Regions from separate parts of the Mus musculus genome. Here region 2 is linked to region 1. A link is a contact called in public promoter capture Hi-C data. All regions are on one chromosome and are shown on one strand. Each heading gives the region's core, a stretch centred on a gene start, on an enhancer-like site or on the middle of the called end of the contact. The rest is flanking DNA. Distances are from core to core; before and after follow the strand shown.

Region 1 (3,375 bases), core at 316-2,815:
TACACCATCTGTTGGGGATTTAATTTATGCTTACATGGGAATTTGTACGTCTACTGAAGGTTCCTGCCAAAAATTGTTTTTTTTTTGTTTTTTTTTTTTTTTTTTTGTTTTTTTTGTTTTTTCGAGACAGGGTTTTTCTATAGCCCTGGCTGTCCTGGAACTCACTCTGTAGACCAGGCTGGCCTCGAACTCAGAAATCCGCCTGCCTCTGCCTCCCAAGTGCTGGGATTAAAGGCGTGCGCCACCACGCCCGGCTCAAAAATTGTTTTTTTGACTGGTCAGTAAAGAAACAGGCAATGGTTGGGTAGGAGGACAGAGGCTGGGCTTTGAGGATTCCCAGAGAGGAAACACAGGAGAGAGAAGGAGAACCACCAGTGCAGAAGGAAGGAAGAGGATGCAAACATGAGAGCTGTGGAAGACAGAGACCCAACCATGGAAGAATCAGGGAAAAGCGGCCCCAGGGGCCGGCCACTCCCCTATTAGGTCTGGGGTAGCAGAGAGAAAGTATAGATTTTAGAAAGCAAGAACTCAAGAATACTGAAGGGGAGTGTATAGCTACGTGGAGGTTCAGGAGTGGCTCAGCCATTGAGCTAGCTTAGGGCATATTAAAAATAAGCCAGTGTGTGTGTGTGTGTGTGTGTGTGTGTGTGTGTGTGTGTGTGTTTTCCATCTGGCTCCAGAGCATCTGGAGAGGGCTGCTTTAAGCATGCATCCACCCATCGGGAGCTCAGAGCGGTTTAAAGACTTATTGTTTCACCCATCATATCAAATGAAGAGGCAAGAGGGCAACATGTGAGTTGGTTCTTTCTTTCAATCACATGGGTCCTGGGGCAAGCACCTTTACCCACTGAGCCATTTAGCCAGCTTTATTCCAGTAGAAAGTAGAAAAGTAATGAGGAAAAAATGTATTTCAATGTATTTGAAGCATATTCCTTTCTTCTGAATATGAGCAAAAGTCTAATACATGTAATTGTGGACCCAGATTTACTTCAATGTAACTAAAGCTAGAAGTCAGTTTCTTAAAATATAGTAGTATCTGTCAGCCGGGCGGTGGTGGTGCACACCTTTCATCCCAGCACTTGGGAGGCAGGGGCAGGCAAATTTCTGAGTTTGAGGACAGCCTGGTCTACAAAGTGAGTTCCAGGACAGCCAGGGCTACACAGAGAAACCCCGTCTCAAAAAAAAACAAAAACCATATATATACACACACACATATATATATAAATTGTCAATGGGTTAACAATGTCTGTCCATGTACTGCCATTCATCAATAAGTATGAATATCATGGGTAAAAGAATTATGTACAAAACCAAACCAAACCAAACCTAACCAAAACCAAAAAAAAATTCTTAATGCAGGGGGTGTCCACAATCATCTGATCAAAGATTCAACGGCCGCTCTATGGAATTCTGATACAAAGGAAGAGTAGCTATCGCCTGGATTGTCCAGTCAAAAAGTCATAGGCTAGCACAGACTGAAAAATCCGGGTAACTAACTAGTCAGAGTCAGAAAGAGCAAACAACAGATTGGGCAATATTTGCTGTTTGTCTGCGGGTTGTTCTGTCCTGTGGGTCATGTTACGTGCTGAGCGATAAGGAAGTGAAAGGGTAAGGAGGAAGTACACAGTGGACAGAAAGGAGCTGAGTCTTCCTAGAGAAGCTAGGGAAGTGGGAGCTCAGAAGCAGAGAGGAAGTAAAGAGCGCTTTAACTATTGTGTTTCTGATGGAAGGCTTAGGGTATGCAATGCTTCTAACCTCCGTGGGTACCTGCGTACCTGCTCTAGTACAAGTACACACACACACACACACACACACACACACACACACACACACACACACACACACACACACACTTAAAAATAAATAAATAAAAAAGGAGAGAACCAGCCAAGAATCAAACACAACTCGTTCCTGTAGGGCTTGTGTTGTGGGGCATCCACCAGAGATCACTACTTAAGCATTCATTTCAGCCAATAGAAAGTCTTTATTAGTCAGACAGTGCGGGATCCCAGTGGAACCTCAAGCCAGTCTCAGGATGAGCTTTTAAGGACAATAATAATCATATTCTGGGTTGACATACTTCAGTTAACAAGAACAGTTAGCCAGAAGCAGAACGACAGAAGCCAAAAAGCAACGTTAATACATTTAGAGTGTTTTCTCAGAACCATGAACTTTCTGGGACTAAAGGGGTGCGCCACCACACCCGGCTAGAACCATGAACTTTAATGGATTGGTTTTTTGCTTTTACTTTGGCTGTCTATGGGCTGAATGGTACATCATGGAGTCAGTCGTGCAAAGGTCCGAGGGTCTGTTACAATTGTGCTATGGCACTGTTGGTTGCACAATGTTGGCAGTAAGGACATCTTAGTGACGCCACAGACAGCAGAGCAGGTGCAGATAAGTGTCCAGGGAAAACTATTTATTGGGTTTTTACAGAGAATTCTGACCTTTGCATTCAGACATCGGGGGAAACATGCAGCTCTTTTGAAGGCAATGTGTCATGTGTCTTGTTTTGGCCAATTAAATAGGAGTGGGGTTGGGGTGTAGGTGAGCAATAGAGTTCTGGAAAGCACTTGCCTACCATACATAAGGGTTTGGATTTTGTCCTTCAAAACACAGAAATAAGGGTATGGGGAGGTATAAAGGAAAACAATAAAGAAAACAACTTTTTCAACCACTGAGATTTGAGGTACTGGCATGAATTAACCTACCTTCCTAACATAGCCACCCATATTACCAACATGTATGCTAGGGGCTGAGAGGTCAGCAGAGAGTAGGATAGAGTCAGTGGAGATGGGTTTAAGTTATAAATAATGATGTAACCTGGAATCATTAAAACGTTTATGTGTGAATGATCAACAAACCTGGCCTGACAATAATACACTTCTCACCATCTACAGAAACATGCCTGTAGAAACATTTAAATGTCTCCCAGTAAAGATATTCAGATATGTTCATGTCTACAAATGAAATGGCGAAATTCCCCACAAGTGTCCCCAGTACCCTTCTTTCCATTAACAAAGTCTACACTCTGTGTTGACCTTGGATTGCTTCCTCTTTAGATGCTTCAGTATTTAGTCTTGCCTTCAAAATCCTTGTCAGATTAGTCATTGTCTACATGCACAACTTGTCTGCCCTAGTTCAAACGTACGTGATTGATATGGGGCTACTGTCAACCTCATCTTCAATATATCTTCCACACATCCATATACCCATTGTCCCTAAGCTAGTCTTCTCTTTCTTTGTTTAAAATGAAATCTATTATGGCTGTAGAGATGACTCAGCAGTTAAGAGCACTGGCCACTTTTCCAGAGGACCTGGGTTCAATTCCCAGCAACTACATGGCAGTTAACAAACATCTGTAACTTCAGTTCC
Region 2 (3,375 bases), core at 517-3,016, 180 kb after region 1:
TTGGTATGCTTGCCACATTCTCTCCACTTGTATATATGTTAAAGCACAAAATTAAATGAGTGTTTTCATTTAAAAAATAAGATTATTTTAAGAGTTTCCTTGGTTCATTAACTAGGCTTCTTTTTTTAATGGAGTACTGCTAGTTTTGTCTAGGGAGGATATGTGTTTTTATTGTGTTGGCAGTGGACATTTTTATGCAAGTCTGACATCATTTAGGTGTCTGAAAGGAAACTGACTTGTGAATGCAGTTTCTGCAATAAATAAGCACTGCTGCCTTTAGATGCTGGCTTAATTCAAGTCCTGAGAATGCGTGGGGCTAATGACTTTCTTGTAGGAAGCAATGACACTTTGCTTTTAGGCTTCATGTGGGGTTTTTAAATTCATTTTCTGGTGTCTTGGCTTCCAACCAATCTTGGATGTTGATAGTGATAGTTCTCAACTGATTTGTCTAGCAGAATCTTCATGAATAATGTTGTTTGGATTTTCAGCAGTACTTTATGCTCATTTATCTTTTCCTACTTATTATTATATAATATTATGAGAAAATTTACTTTGGGAATCAGATTTGGTACCATAAATGAAAAATTGATTCTGTAGCCCTTATTATATACCAGTTAATCATATAAAAAAATATTAGGAGTCTCATCTCTAACCTCTGTTGCTAATAAAACAAGTGTAGCGGAAGGCCTTACTTTCTAGGTTTTCTTTTTTAAAACCTTTATTTCTTGTCTTGTAGCCAGAAAGCATTAATAAAGTCTTGGGTGGCCAAAGTTTTACAATGTCGTCATAGTGAACTTCAGAAGCTCTGAGTGTATAGAAAGTGTGAGACTACATTTGTTTTATAGTGTATGCTAGAAAAGTTTGTAACTTTTTTTCCAAACCTTACTTTCAATGATGGTTCTTAAACGCTTTAACCTCCCTTGTAGCCCACCACCCACCAGAGGTAGTGGGAAAGGAAGGATATGGGGAAGTGAGTGGGCCTGTTTAGAAACATTCTTTGGAGCAGCTCCCGTCTGTGCTGTCTGGAAATTGGCAGTTCAGTTCACAGGTTAGCAGCAGTAGATCAATCCATTCCCAAACATTTCGTGGATCTGCCCGCAGTCTAGTTCGGTAGATTCGGGTCAGCAACAGCGGTGACACGACTTAGCAGACACAGCCAGACCTTGTCACAAGCCTGAGCTTGTCAGTGGGAGAGACCAGCAGGAACATCAGGAGAAGTTCTGTGTTGTGCCTCTCAGGAAAGTGAAGATCAGCTAAGATGTGATCTTTACAGCATTGCATGGCTAACTGTACCAGCAGGCCAAGCTCTGTCATTCTGTATACCCTCCAAACATCATGTATCTTCTGTGTGCCTTGCCTCAGCAGGGATCTTGCTTCAGCACATGCATTCAGTCAATCTAGAGTCCTCAAGTCCCAACAAAGGGAGCTTAATGTTAGCAAAGAATTCTTCATTACACATCCTTTCACATGTTTCTTTAGCCATCCTCTCTCCTGTGTCTGTTTCAGTGAAATGTTCCTTCAGGAGTCTACCTTAGTCTTTCACCTGTATCCATTTATTCTTTCATATGTTTGCCTCAGCAAAACACTATCCAACTGCTTTCCAAAGAACGCTTAAGTTACCACTTCAAAAGTTCCTTTGAAAGTTTCATAATCTCATTTAAAATATATTGTATTATGTCCGGGTATATTGCCTGAGTGTCTATCCATGTTCCTGCCTGATGCTTACAAAGGCCCAAAGAGGGCACCAGATCCCTGGAACTAGAGTTACACAGGTGTGAGTCATCATGTACGATGCCAAGCTGAGAATCTAACCGCAGTCCTCAGGAAGAACAGCAAGTGCTGGTTAACATTGAGCAATCACTTCAGCTCTGATAGCACTTAAACTTCTTTCTATAAGTTAAATATCATGATAGAATTGAGTTGAAATAAATAGGAATTTAAATTTAATTTTAAGAACCAAAAAGTTAACAGCCTTAGAGCCCGAAATATGTGCATTAAGAGTCTATTAGTTTCCAAGGGCAGCAGTAACAAAATATGGCAAGCTCTGTGGATTAATACAGCAGCAGAGTATTTACTTTCTGTCCCAGAGGCTGGAATTCTGAAGCTGTCCTCACATGGTGTCCTCTAGAAGAGTACTTATCCTTGCCTCTTGCTTCTCATAGAGGCAACCAAAGAATGGGACTGCCTTTAATAGAAAACTAATGGCATACAACACAGTATAGTATGTGTGTATTCCCATCTAGTAAGTAGATTTGGATGTGCCACTAGTGATCTGGCTGTGCTCTAAACACCCTGAGACAACTTACGGTTTCTGAGGCTGATTCTCTGGGATCTTGGAATAGTACTGTCTGTTATCGCTAAATATTTCTTGATGACATCAGCTTTAAGAGGATGTGTTTTATTAGTGTTACTATATAAAACACACAAGCTGAGTAATGTGCAGTGAATTGAAATTCGTTTCAATGGGAAATCCAGTGTCAGGCTGCCAGCATGTAGCTAAAGCTTTCTTGGTGCAGTAGAAGGGCAGTGATCATGAACACACAGCCTGAGGGAAGTTCCTATAATAATGAATGAACACACTGGTGTGTGTGTGTGTGTGTGTGTGTGTGTGTGTTCACGTAGAAAATGGTTGGTTGATTTAGGTGCTGAGAATACAGTCCAGTGGTCCAGCACTTGCCTAGCACTCTTAATTGTGAAAGGAAGGAAAGAAGAGAGGGTTAGACAGAAGGAATGGGTAGAACTATTAGTATCAGAATGTAGAACTCTTAAATTCCAACTACATGAACTAGACAAAAGGGCAATGGGTTCATTATTATAGAACTGGATTTGTTCTGTGTGTTCATGGTTTCTCCCCCCCCCCCCCCCAAACCCAACAACAGTTAATTACTTTCTGTTCCAGAGGGGTAAGGGGTGTGTGTATGTGAGAGAGACAGACAGACAGACAGGCAGGTGTCATGCACTGAAACAGCAGCAAAGCATATAACCTTTCATATTTCTATAGGTTGGATTAGTATGTTTCTACACTAATAAACATTAGGTGTAAAAGTAAATTTAAGATGTTAAATTTTAAAATTAGAGACGTTCTAATTTTCTCTTATCTGAATTTGGAGGCAAGTCTGTACAAAGGATTTTATCAACAAACACATTTTAATACATTTTGGAATGATCATAATATGTAAGTCCCTGGTGATAACTGAATAAGTGGTAAAATAATGTTGCCTTCACCTGAGGAACCTTAAGGTGAGTGCCATTTGGAAGCACAAATGAATGAGTGGTAAAGTGAGCTTCTCTAAGAGGGATCATGGTACAGATACAGCAGACAACCAAGAGCTACACAGATGCAGGGGCTTCTGACGAGAGCCTCCGTATGCATAG

Evidence for each region. Capture Hi-C pulls out chosen DNA fragments and counts their contacts.
Region 2: a promoter capture Hi-C map of adipose tissue shows a contact between it and region 1. The contact joins two enhancer-like sites. A contact is called at or near these places in 2 of 15 datasets of contacts at CTCF or cohesin (large pre-B cells and pro-B cells), 6 of 484 Hi-C or Micro-C datasets (the C10 cell line, CD4 T cells, ECoMG-derived neutrophils and 3 more), 8 of 115 datasets of contacts at active chromatin or transcription factors (the 230-238 cell line, CD8 T cells, cardiomyocytes and 3 more) and 4 of 9 other capture datasets (adipose tissue, bone marrow-derived macrophages, liver and 1 more).

Annotation. Positions count from the first base shown.
Region 1 is chr7:90,018,181-90,021,555 of GRCm38.p6, forward strand. No RefSeq gene overlaps it. Among named protein-coding and RNA genes, the nearest start is that of E230029C05Rik, 9.3 kb to the right of the region's middle. Within about 2 kb of position 1,566, at least 112 of the 459 cell types and tissues checked have an H3K27ac peak or open chromatin away from gene starts, as enhancers often do.
Region 2 is chr7:90,198,660-90,202,034 of GRCm38.p6, forward strand. All of the region lies in intron 19 of Picalm (phosphatidylinositol binding clathrin assembly protein), which reads left to right. Among named protein-coding and RNA genes, the nearest start is that of Ccdc83, 65 kb to the right of the region's middle. Within about 2 kb of position 1,767, at least 13 of the 459 cell types and tissues checked have an H3K27ac peak or open chromatin away from gene starts, as enhancers often do.